Linked DNA regions of Mus musculus: all the other regions are linked to region 2. The links are chromatin contacts, called in public promoter capture Hi-C maps. All regions are on one chromosome and are shown on one strand. The core of a region is the stretch at or near the end of the contact, and the rest is flanking DNA. Distances in the headings are between cores, read along the strand shown.

Region 1 (2,700 bases), core at 58-2,557, 550 kb before region 2:
TTTTCTAAAGACTATTGAGTAATTAAACGAGATAGCATTAAAAAAGAAAATGAAAAATCCATTCCTGATGTGAAAGTACCCCTGGTGCTTTAGTATTCTTCACAACAACGTTTAGAGGAGAGCCTATGGGTCCTGGAGCTTTTCCAAAGAACGCTGCCTGTCAGATGCCGCTTAGCTGTGTAAAGGCAGTCTTAACAGAATGGCGTTGTGGTAAGTGGGTTAGCTGCCTCAGTGGATTTCAGGGCTGATCCGTAGACTCTTCTCTGATGGCCACTGATGCTCCTCGGGGTTTCCTTGGGACTCTCACTCGCTTAGGATGGCCCCCTTTTTTTTCTTTCTCCAGCTTCTACTCCATCCTTCACTGTGCTTTCTGGGACTTAAGGTCTGGGGTTACAGCCCGTGAATGGCTGGCTGTAAACCTAACACTAAGACCACTGCGTTCCTAAGTTGGTAGTCATTTGATTGTTTTTTTAATGGAGGCGTGAAACAGTACAATATTTAGAAAGGTTTTGTAGTGCAAGCTTGGATGACAGGACAGATGGAAAAGCAAGATCTCCACCCACCCATCCCCCGTGCATGCATGAGCATGTATGTCTTGAAGTTATTGCAACTGTCCATTTTGAGTCATGCGAGGTTACAGATATGTCTTGACACCAAACTCAAAGAATATGAACGAAGGGGCAGCTGAGAAAGGGACAAAGAGAGGCCCCTCATTACAAAATAAGCAGCGGTCTCTTGTCTAAAGGCTCGGGGTCCTAGTTCAGGCAGCCTCTGACAGCTTGGCAATTTCCCGGGAGTGAAAGATTGCAGGCTGCACCTCAGAGGATTTCGGCTCAGACCCAGACAAGGCGCCTACAACAGGGTAAGCGTGTCAATCCTGTTCTCTTCGGTGGCAGGAAAACGCGGGAGAGGCTAGCTAGCATCCTTGCCCGGGGCTGCCGTAGGTACGTTGCTAAGTACCACCAGCTGTGGGCACCCAGGCGGAGCCATTGCCTCCTTTATCGCATAGGCCGTGAAAGTCCGGCACAGACAGACAGACAGACCCCCAAGGCGTCTGGGCGCCGGGGTTTCCCCGCAGCACTAACTGGGTCCCTCCAGCCGCGCGCTGTTGCTGGGGCCCGGGCACCGCCCTCTTTCACTACCGGCCAATGGCAACGCGGCATGAGCACCGCCCAGCTACAGCGCAGACCAATGGCGACGCAGAGAGGGCAACACCCAGATCCCTCGTGGGCCAATGGTAGTGTGCCTCGGAGGCCGGGCCGCCCCAGCCAGGGGAGGAGGCGGGCGGGCGGCCGCTGGCTCCGCCCCGCTCCCCTCTGACCCGGTGTCTAGTCGCTCTGTCTTCCTGTTCTAAACCACGTGGACGCGTCGGGGGCTGCCTTGGTCCTGGTCGCGCTCCCGGGTCCCGGGTCCCGGGCCTCTGCGGACGGCGCGCACATGGCGACCCAGGCGCACTCACTCAGCTACGCGGGGTGTAACTTCTTGCGCCAGCGGCTGGTCCTGTCCACCCTGAGCGGGCGACCGGTCAAGATCCGCAGGATTCGCGCCAGGGACGACAACCCGGGCCTCCGAGGTGACTTGGGAGGGGGCGCGAGGAGGGAGGACCCGGGGTCGTAGCCCGGAGTGGCCACTGGGCGCGTGGGAGGGATGGTGGTCGGGCGACAGATCTGTCCGCGAGCTGCGCCACGCGTGGAAGGATGCCCTGTGGCTCCTGGGCACGGGTAGTAAACAGCTGCACGTTTTCCTGGCTAGCTTGTTGCTACGAATCGTAGGCATCGCCCACTCGCTTCCCTCTCTTGAGTCTCTTGCTTTCGCCATAAACCTCCCTGGAGAAAAACAAACAGTTTATTGGACCAACATCTAGTGATTGAGTGAGACATTAGAGAGAAAAGTACCACAGATTGGTTTCCCAATCTCATCCAAAGCAGGTCTCTGAAACCGCTGCCCCGCTTGGACACCAGTTTTTGTCGCCATTATTTATCTCCTCCCCCCCCCACCACACCCCCGCCCTATCTCTTCGGAAGTGTATTATAAAATTTTATTTTTAAACGATGCGCTTGTTTCTATTAGTCACCGATGTGCGCAGTAGCGAAGCTTTGTAATAGGGTTTTGTTTTGTTTTTCTTGAACCGGAGTCTCATGTTGCTCAGGTTGCCTTCAAACTATGTATGTAACTGAGGATGCCCTTCAAGTCCTGTTCCTTCTACCTCCCCACCTCCCGAGTGCTGGGATTACAGGTCTGCTCCTGAGCGCTCAACCAAGATAGTTTTTACGTCGTAGACGTAGTTGTCTTGGCTTAAGGAAAAGGAAGGCCAAACATTAAACTGCAGGCTTCAAAGGTCTTATTGATTTATCTGTCTCACAAAGGTAGATAGATAGGTTGAACCCATCATTTGAACCCGCGTCTTGTTAAATGGCTTTGGTTTGCAGCTGTTCCCCTAGAATTTAGGTGCGTGTTCAAAAGTGTCTCCAAGATCCCTTCTGATAAAGACAATTGAACCAATTAAAACCAAAAAGAGAAAAAAAAAAAAAACTATCAGTAGCCTGAAAGGGGGGGGGGGGTTGTAGTTCGTTCAGGAGACCTCCTGGGTCAGGCTGGTATGTTTATTTTTGCGAGGTTTTTTTTTTTTTTTTTCTTTTCTTACTAGAGGGCTAGATTATTTCATCATGTCTGAATTTTTTTTTAATAATTTCATTGCTA
Region 2 (2,700 bases), core at 126-2,625:
GGCCAGCAGTGGAGGCGCAGGTCTTTAATCCCAGCACCTGGGAGATAAAGGCAGAAGGATTTCTGTGAGTTAGAGGCCAGCCTGGTCTACAGAGGGAGTTCCAGCCAGGGCTACACAGAGAAACCTTATCTCGAAAAATAAACAAGTAAATAAATAGAATAAAAAAAATAAAAAATGGGGCTGGTGAGATGGCTCAGTGGGTAAGAGCACCCGACTGCTCTTCTGAAGGTCCTGAGTTCAAGTCCCAGCAACCACATGGTGGCTCACAACCATCCTTAAGGAGATCTGACTGGTGTGTCTGAAGACAGCTGCAGTGTACTTACATATAATAAATAAATAAATATTTAAAAAAAATAAAAAATAAAATAAAATAAAAAATGTTGAACCCTATACAATCCGTAGTACAGAAGAGCCATAGACCATCTGCGACCTTCAGAAATTACAGGCATAATTCTGTCTGGATGTACTCTGAGTCTCCTTCCACAGCTTTCAGATATGAGGGCTGTGGTGCTTAGAAAGGTTAGCACGCACTACATTACTCCTCTCCCACACCATCCCAGAAAGACTTGGTAATGCAGCCCTGGCACAAAAACCTCACTCTCCATCTCATTTTAAATGCAGAGAACTAACCAAAGTAAAAAGTGGAAGTTGCTCGAGAAAGAGAGGAGAATGATGAAGCGTGTGAACAACCAATCATCTGCAGGAGGAAGAGAGTGGATGAGAAAGCAGACTCAATCGATCTGGCCACCCCAAGAAAGCGAAAGAGGGAGCCGAGGAAGCCCGGAGTACCCGCAATTCAGACCCCCGGAGGACGCGCAGGATCATCCCACTTCCCACCGAGGTGCGCCCAAGGACCCCGGGACTCTGCATACAGCAGCGCCGGCCTCCTCCGCCTGGGGCACAGTGGCGCCGGGCTCACCCGCGCGGGACTCACCCACCAGGCGCTCCCCCACCCCGGGGCCGCAGAGGACTCGCGGCCGGGCCGATCGGCCGTACCTGGCTTGGCGCGCGTCGAACTCGCCCTGGAGCCCCGAGGTCCGGCTCAGCACCAGCCGCTGCAGCGAGAGCTGCACGAGCGCCCGCAGCGCGAGCAGGTAGAGTGCGAGCGCCAGCGCCGTGCGCGCCTCGGACAGCGCGGTCTTCGCAACCCGGCTCCCGCCGCCGTTCTCCGTCTTCCCCCACATCCTCCCGACGCCCTTCGCATCCTCCTGCGCTGAGGCCTCTCTCTGCCGGTGCGACGCGGCCGCCTCTCCCTCCCGACGCTCCGCGGTGCCGCGGTGCCGCCGCACAGCCGCTGACTCCGAGCTCCACTCCATGGCGGCAACTGCCACCACCAACCGCCCCAGCCTGCGACAGTCCGGGCCACCGCGGCCTCCGCAGCGCCTCCTAGTGAGCGGACGGAAACTGCAGAGGGCCAAATTTCTTCTGATTGGCTGGTCCGCCTCGCTGTTCCCTGGTGCCTGAGTCTGAGATCTTTGGTGGCACAGGCTGACACCCAGCCTGGTGCCAGCAGACTGTCAAAGGGAAAAACACCCATAAACCTAGAAATGAGCAGCCCTAAGCAAGAGAGAAGTGCAAGGCCGCTTTAACAGAATACACGAGGCATTTATCCTGCGCTGGGCTGATGAATACTGGGAAAAGGAGGATTCTGCCTACCAAATCAATAAGTAAGACTTCACAACCAGGACTGGACAAAGGTGTAATCCTGGCACTAGGAAGGATGGCCACAGGAGGATCCCTATTTTGTGCCTAGAGTGGAATACATAACAAAGATCCTGTCTTTTAAAAAAAATTTTTTTGGAAAAAAAAAAAAAAGCATTTGTAATCCCAGCACTCAGGATTTACACAAATTAGAGGCCTGCCTGGTCTACGTAGAGAGTTCCAGGCCAACCAGGGCTACAAAGGTGAGCAGCTAGAGGAGGCAGGGAAGGAAGTAGGGAGACACAGAACCCCAATTACCAGGGCTAGTGCTGTTTTCATTTAACAGATAACAATACCTATAATTTAATGAATAGCTGCTGAGTCAAGCAGTGTGCTAAGTACAGACTTTGAAAAGAAAATATTTTCATTCCTATTTAATATTGAAGAACATAAAGACAGCAAATGAAGGACAAATGGGATCCCAAGACAGCCTTCTGCTCTGTTCCGCGGACACACAGGGCACTCTAAAAACAAAGGTTCCGAAGAAATATTCTTTTTTATTAGATATTTCATTTTTTATTAGATATTTTCCTCATTTACATTTCAAATGCTATCCCGAAAGTCCCCTATACCCTCCTCCTGCCCTGTTCCACAACCCACTCACTCCTGCTTCGTGGCCCTGACATTCCCCTGTACTGGGGCATATGATCTTTGCAAGACCAACGGCCTCTCCTCCCAATGATGGCCAACTAGGCCATCCTCTGCTACATCTGCAACTAAAGACACAGTTCTGGGGTGTACTGGTTAGTTCATATTGTTGATCCTTCTATAGGGTTGCAGACCCCTTCAGCTCCTTGGGTACTTTCTCTAGCTCCCGAAGAGATATTCTTGAACTAACAAGATGGATCAGAAGATAAATGTGTCCATCCCTGATTTCCCCCAAGGCCTGACAACCTTTCATTTCCCTACTAGGCCCATGGTGGAAGGAGAACACCAGCTCCCACAAGGTGTCTACTGACCTAAGCACACACGAGTGTTCAAATACAAACACACAATTCA
Region 3 (2,700 bases), core at 68-2,567, 600 kb before region 2:
CTTGGGACTGTTTGCAGTAACTCGCATTGCAATCTGTTGCACTAAGAACATTTAGCAAGAGTCAAATAACCTTTCGATAAACTTTAATTAACTGCAGCCTTTATTATTTCTTAAGGTCGACATTAGAAGAAAACGAAAACATGCTTGAGGGGTGCAGAGGATCGAGCCAAAGAAACTGAAAACTGTGGGTTTTCACACACCCCCACCCCCACGCACACACTTGAATATCAGTGTCTTTTAAACAAACAAAAAACACCCTTTCCTAGAAACTAGCTATACACCCGCCAGGAGGGAGTGGAGAGGTAAATAAATCGCGGTAGATTCAGCAGACACAGGGTAAGCAGTGCAGTGCGGAACCGGACAACGTCTCCATATGGGATGGCAGGCTGAATGCAGTGTGCGAAAACACTGATGTGGAGTAAGTAGATGGTAACTTGATACACTGAGGTTGTAAGAAGGAGCTTTACACAAAGACATTTCCAGAAGGAGATAGACTGTTTCTCTCCGAGGTTCTGGGCTGAGGTAGGGACTAAGAGAAAACTTTGCTTTTTACTTTATACATTTCTGTCTTCCCTCCTCTCCCTGGCCTTTACTTTCTTTTTTTTAAAACCTTGAACAGGTATTATTTCTGTGTAAATAAGCTTCAAATGAATTTTCAAAATAGGCACTAGTTTGAAATTGAAGGTCAACACTATTGTGGAGAAACACATCTAGTGCAAGCTTTTAAAAAATAGTTTACAGCTGTTAGTTGGCTGGCGCCTGGAATCCCAGCACTCACTAGGGAGGCTGAGACAGGAGGATGTCAAACTTAAGTTAAAGTTATCCTTGAATACATCGAATGACACTGTCCCAAAAAATAAATTTAAAAATGCTTTTCTTAAAATAGAACTTACCACAAACCCACCCTTTGTAAAGTGTTGGCTAGATTTTTTGTGCTGAGTTAGAAGACTTTGGAAGGAGAAACACAGCAATCGTTTATGTAACTGTTACAAGGACAACTTTAGTGACTAAGAAATGTCTGGGGGCATCAAAATCTAAGCCAACTTTGTGACTGCAATGAAAATAAGTAATACTTGACCTTGCAGAGAGAAAGGTCAGAATTACAAGATCCCACGGAGCTTACCATGGGCGGGAGGGGGGGGTGTAGGGAAAAAAAAAAAAAAGAAGCTAGCCCTGGCAGAGCCAAAGCCTGCCTTCTGCATACAAGGACACGTGGAGAGACAGGCACAGCTCCCCCCGGCTGGACCCCCACCGCAGCTGCCAGCTGTGTCGAATGAGCTTCTAAAAACAAAGCCAAGGGCTTTCCTTCAGTCTTTGAACTTCCTAGTCCTTTCCTTCCCCCTCCCCCATCTACCCGAAGCTGCCCACGGAGGCCAGAGGATTCGGGGCGCAACGGCTCTTTCCCCAGGCGAGGTCGGGGAGCGCTGCACCCGCGTCGCAGGACCCTCGACCCCGGCCCGCAAAGCCCCGCCGGGACGATCGCACGCCGCCAGCCCTCGGTCTCAGCTCCCACCTGTGCCCTGCAGCATGTTCTGGCGGAGCAGGTCCCCGCTGGAGAGGTGCTTCAGCTCGAAGTGTTTGGTGATGCGTGACGACACGGTGCCCTTGCCGGAGCCCGGGGCCCCCATGATCACGGCGCGCAGCAGCCGCCCCGACGCCCCCATGGTGGCTGGCGGTGGTCCGAGCTGCGCAGACGCTGGTCTGTGGCCTGGCCTGCGCGCTCACAGGCTCCGCGGCCCTGGAGGGCTGGCAGCTGCAAGCGGGCGGTGGCCAGGACGCCCGGCTCTCCCGGAAGTGAGCGACGGCCACCGGGGCCGCCCCGCCGGCTGCTGCACCGCCCCTCCGCGCCCCTGCACCCCACTCCCTTGAGCTCCACCCGGCGCCTCTTGGCATCCCCAGACCCTCGTGCCCTGTGCTGCCTGGTCCCAGCCTGCAGGCTGCGCCCGTCTGCATTCTCCCCAGTGGACAACCTCTGAGCACCCCGTTCTACTTCTAGTCTCCCGCTGGCACCTCTGAGTGCCTGGATTTCATTTTTTTCCCCCCTCTGTGTTCACCTTTTTCACCCTTAGTCTTTTCTAAGAGCCAAGTTCTGTCCTGCTCAGACCCAACAGGAAGCAGCATGCCCCCGTGTTGTGTCCCCTCGGCCCCTCTGGTTCACCAGGTGTTCCCCACCTTTTCACACCAATCCTCCCTTGACCTTCTTCCCTCTGCCTTTTCACCCCATTTCCTTCTCCTCCAGGGGTGACCTGGAACCCTCCTCACAGAAGCTTTCATCAAGTGAAGTATGTGTCTCATCTCCCTGAATCCACTTTCAGAACCAAAAGTAGCTGTCACCGTTAACTTCCGCAGAGGTCAAACATACTAGCTCCTTCAGAAATGCATTCATTTCAGGAAGAGCTACCCAGTGCCTACTGTGTGCCACTGTACTTAGAGGCCTCCGAGAATGCTATGCTGAACAAACCCGAGTTTCTACTGCTGTCCGTTTGTTTTCTTGCTTGTTTGTCCAGGGGTGGAAGTAAGGCTTTTTGAAACAGTACTGTGAATAAAAACAATAACAAACCAGCAGGCAGCAGTGATAGACGTCTTTAAACCCCGCACCCAGGTAGAGGCAGGCAGATCTCAGGATTCCTGGCCAGCCTGATCTACAGAGCGAGTTCCAGGACAGCATGGGCTACACAGAGAAACCCTGTCTTGAAAAAC
Region 4 (2,720 bases), core at 31-2,530, 660 kb before region 2:
CAGCCTTTCCCAGGATTACAGACTTGTTCATTTCAGAGATATTTCCACATCAGCACGCTGAGATCTACTCTTCCATTGCTTCTACTTACTTATTTTTAGCTTTCTTTTACCACCCCAAAACTGTCTTTGTATTAGATTCCGCTGTAAAAATACTGTTGGGTATTTTCCTGATCATGAAAGAGCTGAACTGAAGCACATAGGCTTTTCATGTCATCCCTCTTCCTTAAATGTTACACAGCATGCTTAACAGCATTTTTCTCATCTATCGCTCGACCATTAGGATTAACGAGCCTTTAGCGTTTGCCAGTCAGGGCTAAGGCAGATGACTCAGTAGGTAAAAATGGTAGCTGAGCAAGCATGAGGACGGTAGTTCAAATACCCAACAAACCTGCACCTCTAATCCTAGCTCTAAATGGGCTGAGACAGAAGGCTTGGTGTCAGTTCTCTGAGCTCAGCGAGAAGAAACCTTGTCTCAAGGGAATGCTGTGAAAAATAACAGAGCAGGAGAACTGATGTGGTCCTCTGGCCTACCCTTGTGAACCTCACGCCCCCACACACCCCTACCTACAGTTTGCCAATCAATCAAAGCTTGAAAGACTGATAGTCTGTCGTCTTATCTGATTGCGAATAGACAACAAGCTAAATTGTTAAACGTGCGGGTTGTGAAGTTAGACTTTCCTAGTTCCTAGGTGTCTGTTTCCCTCTCCCTGGTCCTAGAAACTAAAATCAGGGCCTTGCCTGTGTTAGTTAAATGAGCACTCTACTGCCAGGGTACATTCCCAATCTTTGAGTTTTTCGCTTAAAATGTGTTCTCGGGCTATGGTGGGTCATTTTGTCTCAAAAAGAAAAGGGACAGTGAGTACTCGGATCTTCACGATTCTAAAAAGACACGAGGAACGGAAAGCCCTCTGATACGTCTACTACTTGTCTCAATTCTTTACAAATGTGCTTGCCCCAGTATTTTATTTTTAGTGTCCTCCTCCGCTGTAGCAGGGTTTGGAGAACAGTCTTGTCGCGGGTAATTTGAAGTTAAAGGAAAGTTGGCTGTGCTTTCTAAATCGGTCCCCCTCGACTCCGACTTAGATTGCTCTACACGAAGGAGCTTTTGAAATAGAAGAGGGACAAGTCAGAACACCCTTTGAACGCCCGGATCCGAACCTGCAGAAACCCTAGTTAGCTTTCCCGGACTTAAACTCCAGACTTTGCTTCTTCGTCCAGACGTGGCCACGCCCGGTCACGCCCCCGGAAATGACGTCCCGGCCGGCTACTTCTTCTTCCGCAGTCCGCCGGCGGCACAGTCCAGGCCTGCTCCGGGGGTGCATCGGCTTCGCCAGGGGCAGAGGGATTCTGGGTAACGACCGTGGCCGGCCGGGCGGCTGGCTCCGCCCAGCAGGTTCCACTCACGCCAGGGCCGTTGGCGCTGGCGGTTGCCGGGCCCGGACCAGTGGGACATGGAGCAGCCGTGGCCGCCACCGGGCCCCTGGAGCTTCCCGAGGACTGGCGGGGAAACCGAGGAGGAGAGTGACTTAGACGTGTCCCCCTCTTCGTCCCACTACTCTCCGGTACCGGACGGCGGCGCCCAGGTGAGAGCGGCCTGCGTTCTGCCGGGGGCGGGGGATGGGAAATGTCTGCGGGCATCGCGGGGGAGCCTGATGCCAAGCCACAGCTCTGGCAGCATCTTCCGCGAGAAAAGGAGGCGATCACGCGCGCATTCCCGACCTCCACGTCCACGCACACTTGTCCCTGCACCGGGGCTGGTTGCCCCTCACCTTTGCGAGAGGTTCCTCCTCCCCCTCTCTGCTGCTGTCTGCGTGGAGCTTTGGGGGCCGCTCAAGTGTATAACATTGACCCTTTGTCCTCTGGTGCGTGCTTTCATCCGAGCCTTTATTACGAGCTCCAGCTACTTTGTGCACAGTTGATAGGAACAGAGAGTGATTGTACTTCTAAAATAGTACACCGAGTCCTGACATAAACATCTCACGTGCTCTTTGCCGCGCTGACATCTCAGCAAATTCTGTAAGCCTTGCCTTTGACGCTGGCACACACCTCCGTTTCTATCATTGGTCCTTTACTGTATTCATAGTTTGATTCCGCGTCAGCCTCCGGTGAAAACATACAGCCACCGAATTGGCTTTCAGGCTTCTTCCCGAAGTTTCTGATACTACATGTGTTTTTCAACCCAGCTTTCTTGCCTCGGAAACTGTCAAGTGTTATATGCCAGTTATGGCTTTTATAGGGGTGCTGTGCTATGCTGCGAACATCACCTTCTCCCGACTTTTCACCTGGGTGTGTTTTGAACCAGATTTCAAAAGCATAGACTGAACACTAATCTTTTCAATGAAATTGATTGTAGGTGTCTGATTTCCAGGCGTTTTTGCAAAAATGTGGTCCAATATTATAATAGCTTTTCTTAAAGATGACTGGTTTAAATTGTCTGCCCGCAAGTCAGTCAGCTGAGTTGATTGGGCTCACCCACAGTATGCTGTTTCATAACCACAGACTATGGTCAGCCAACTAGTCATAGGGAAAGTAAGGCAAAATGAGAATTGATGGGTCAGTAGTCACCTAGTTACGGATCACTAGTATCATCTGTGTATACTTAGTATTGCAGAGGGAGAAAACGAAAAGTTGCTGGTGTCAATTTGGACAGGCAAGGGGAAACTGCCTCAATTTCAGTGCACTGTGGTTGACTCGAAGAAGTAATCCAAGAAACCCAACAT
Region 5 (2,700 bases), core at 134-2,633, 550 kb after region 2:
GACACTAAGGTGAGCAGGAGGAGAAAGTGGGCAGCTGGGGTGGTTGTTGGTATCTGGTGGAGCTAGCCATGAGGGACTAGGGGAGCAATTGCAGTTCCTGGGAAAGAAAGGCCAACTGGTCATTGGCAGAGGGATTGGGGGTGGGGAACTAGGGCTGGTGGGAGCATGATCTCGGAGCTAAGCCAAGAGTATGGCTCCAGCCAAAGCAGCAAGAATGTTTTTAAAATTACAAGCAACAAAAAGATCTTCACCAACCATATACAGCTGATGGAGGACTAATATCCAAAATATGTAAAGAACTCAAGAAATTAGACAGCAACAAACCAATAACCCACTTTAAAAAATGGATACAGAGCTAAACAGAATTCTCAACAGAGGAATCTCTAATGGCTGAGAAGCACTTAAAGAAATCTCCAACATCTGTAGTCATCAGGGAAATGCAAATCAAAATGACTCTTAAATTCTATCTTATACCTGTCAGAATGACTAAGGTCACAGGCTGTCCAGGATATGGAGCAAGAGGAACACTCCTCCACCGCTGATGGGAGTGCAAACTTGTACAACCCTCTGGAAGTCAATTTGGTGGTCTCTCAGAATATTGAGAATATTTCTACCCTAAGATCCAGCTATACCACTCCTGGGCATATACTCAAAAGATTCTCCACCATAGCACAGGGACACTTGATCAATTATGTTCATAGCAGCATTATTCACACTAGCCAGAAGCTAGGAACAACCCAGATGCCCATCAACTGAAGAATGGATAAAGAAAATATGGTACATGTGAAGGATTTCTTTTCTAGGCCAAAAACAGAAGCGACCCAGGAAGCAGGTTAGCGGCAGGGAAATTGGCTAGCACGTGGAGCTCTATCTCCCCAGTTCTGACTATCCCCTGCCTCCCCAAAGCTTTCCTAACTCTCCCAAACCTCTCTCTTGATGAAGTAGCAGGAAGTGGACTCAGTTTCTAGGAACAGTTTCCAAGCTAGGTAAGATAGCACACACATGCAATCCCAGTATGAAAGAGGCTTAGACAGGAGGACTGCCTTGGGTTTGAAGCCAGCTAGGAATACGTAGCAAAAGCCGGACTCAAACAACATCCACAACAAAACACCATAAGTGGTGGCATACACTTATAATACCAGCAGTTGGGAGGTAGAAGCTAGAGGCCAGCCTATGACTTTGTCTTAAAACAGAAACAAAAATAAAAACAAAAACAAGGAGAAAAGAATTCTTTTCCTCCACTCTCCCCTTTGCAGAAACTCTTGAGTGCTGGCTTATGATGTTCTTTCTTTAAAATGAAAACTCGCACTTCAGTGCAGACAGGCTCCCTTCACTATCTGTACAGCCCTGCTCCAGCAATGTCTCACTGGCCGTGGCGTCATGAATCCTTTCCTATTAATCATTCACACCTCTCCGTCTCTTCCAAGTCCATCAGCCCTGTGGGAGAGTACACTGAGGGTCAGCAAAGCTCAGGAAGGGCAAAACATCGGTCACAGGCGGAACACAACCCTTCCAGACAGAGCAGAGACTCTGTGCCATAAAAGACTTCCACCTCTTAGGGTTGTGCCCAGGTAGTGACTGAACTGTATGTGAAAGGTTGCAGCGACTGTTGAGTGGCCTGCACAGTGTCGCCGTCCATCAGAACACTTGCTGCATCTTCAAAGGCAGCTCGACAGGCTGGGGAACTGTCACGGCCCTTCTGCTCAGTTTCATCAGACCCGACTCTAAACTCCACACATTAAGCAGTTTGTATGTGCAAGAAAATGCACTTAACCAAACCAGCAAAACCCTTAACTATATTCTAACTATTTACTCTTGCACTTACAGGCGAGTGTAGTGCTCAGCCCTCATTGAGAAAACTCCTGCCAGGCGTGGTGGCACAGGCCTTTAATCCCAGCACTTGGGAGGCAGAGGCAGGTGGATTTCTGAGTTCGAGGCCAGCCTGGTCTACAGAGTGAGTTCCAGGACAGCCAGGTCTACACAGAGAAACCCTGTCTCGAAAAAAACAAAAACAAAAACAAAAACAAAAACAAAACAAAACAAACAACAACAACAAAGAAAACAACAACAAAAAAGCCGAGCGTGGTGGCACACGCCTTTAATCACAGCGCTCGGAAGGCAGAGGCAGGCAGATTTCTGAGTTCGAGGCCAGAAAGGTCTACAGAGTGAGTTCCAGGATAGCTAGGGCTGCACAGAGAAACCCTGTCTCGAAAAACCAAAACCAAAATGAAAAGAAAAAAAAAAGAAAAAGAAAAGAAACTCCTCTCTGCAACAGATGGAGAACATTATAGAGAGCTCTAATCAACCTAAATGCCATTGTGGGGCCCGGTCCATAGTGAGGCATCTACAACATAGTTCCTGCCCCTAGGGATCAGGAATCATTGTGGAAGAGGAGGTGGAAAGAGTATAAGAGCCAGAGAAACAGGGAGTTTGCTAGGAGATTGTGTCTTCTAGAAATGCCAGAGATGAGATTTCGCCACCAGGGCTACCTAAACATGACCTGAACAAAGAGGGCGCCAACAGACCTGGTAATGTGGGAGGGGGAAAGCCCATGATACCTCAACCTTAGACAAAGAACTACAGGCAGCTGAGCAATGCTTAGAATGGGAGAAATAGTCTTCCCCAAGGAAGAACACACCAGCTGGTTATCCAATACTAACGGTCAGCCCACACCATAGATACAAGTAGCATTATATGGAC

What was found. Promoter capture Hi-C pulls out the DNA fragments that hold promoters and counts their contacts. Capture Hi-C pulls out chosen DNA fragments and counts their contacts.
Region 1: a promoter capture Hi-C map of pre-B cells shows a contact between it and region 2. A contact is called at or near these places in 10 of 39 promoter capture datasets (the C10 cell line, cranial neural crest, embryonic stem cells and 5 more), 2 of 484 Hi-C or Micro-C datasets (CD4 T cells and pre-B cells), 3 of 130 datasets of targeted methods (the 230-238 cell line, memory CD8 T cells and pancreatic cancer cells) and 2 of 9 other capture datasets (adipose tissue and liver).
Region 3: a contact with region 2 is called in a promoter capture Hi-C map of adipose tissue. A contact is called at or near these places in 8 of 39 promoter capture datasets (the 3T3-L1 cell line, the C10 cell line, HPC-7-derived erythroid cells and 4 more), 1 of 484 Hi-C or Micro-C datasets (CD8 T cells), 5 of 130 datasets of targeted methods (bone marrow-derived macrophages, large pre-B cells, memory CD8 T cells and 2 more) and 2 of 9 other capture datasets (adipose tissue and liver).
Region 4: a promoter capture Hi-C map of pre-B cells shows a contact between it and region 2, with 4 times the contacts expected there. A contact is called at or near these places in 8 of 39 promoter capture datasets (the C10 cell line, erythroid cells, fetal liver and 4 more), 4 of 484 Hi-C or Micro-C datasets (CD4 T cells, CD8 T cells, pre-B cells and 1 more), 7 of 130 datasets of targeted methods (astrocytes, bone marrow-derived macrophages, large pre-B cells and 4 more) and 2 of 9 other capture datasets (adipose tissue and liver).
Region 5: a promoter capture Hi-C map of liver shows a contact between it and region 2, with 2.5 times the contacts expected there. A contact is called at or near these places in 8 of 39 promoter capture datasets (the 3T3-L1 cell line, 3T3-L1-derived adipocytes, the C10 cell line and 4 more), 5 of 130 datasets of targeted methods (the NIH/3T3 cell line, bone marrow-derived macrophages, embryonic forebrain and 2 more) and 1 of 9 other capture datasets (embryonic stem cells).

Annotation. Positions count from the first base shown.
Region 1 is chr19:29,100,068-29,102,767 of GRCm38.p6, forward strand. It overlaps Rcl1 (RNA terminal phosphate cyclase-like 1), which reads left to right and starts at 1,308. Exons shown (of 9, transcript NM_021525.2): 1 at 1,308-1,573. The coding sequence starts at 1,438.
Region 2 is chr19:29,647,040-29,649,739 of GRCm38.p6, forward strand. Ermp1 (endoplasmic reticulum metallopeptidase 1) reads right to left here and starts at 1,376. Exons shown (of 15, transcript NM_001081213.2): 1 at 997-1,376. The coding sequence starts at 1,316.
Region 3 is chr19:29,046,166-29,048,865 of GRCm38.p6, forward strand. It overlaps 1700018L02Rik (RIKEN cDNA 1700018L02 gene), which reads left to right and starts at 1,318. Exons shown (of 1, transcript NR_028360.1): 1 at 1,318-2,564. It overlaps Ak3 (adenylate kinase 3), which reads right to left and starts at 1,796. Exons shown (of 5, transcript NM_021299.2): 1 at 1,514-1,796. The coding sequence starts at 1,664.
Region 4 is chr19:28,989,087-28,991,806 of GRCm38.p6, forward strand. It overlaps Cdc37l1 (cell division cycle 37-like 1), which reads left to right and starts at 1,281. Exons shown (of 7, transcript NM_025950.4): 1 at 1,281-1,583. The coding sequence starts at 1,452.
Region 5 is chr19:30,200,963-30,203,662 of GRCm38.p6, forward strand. No RefSeq gene overlaps it. Among named protein-coding and RNA genes, the nearest start is that of Gldc, 27 kb to the left of the region's middle.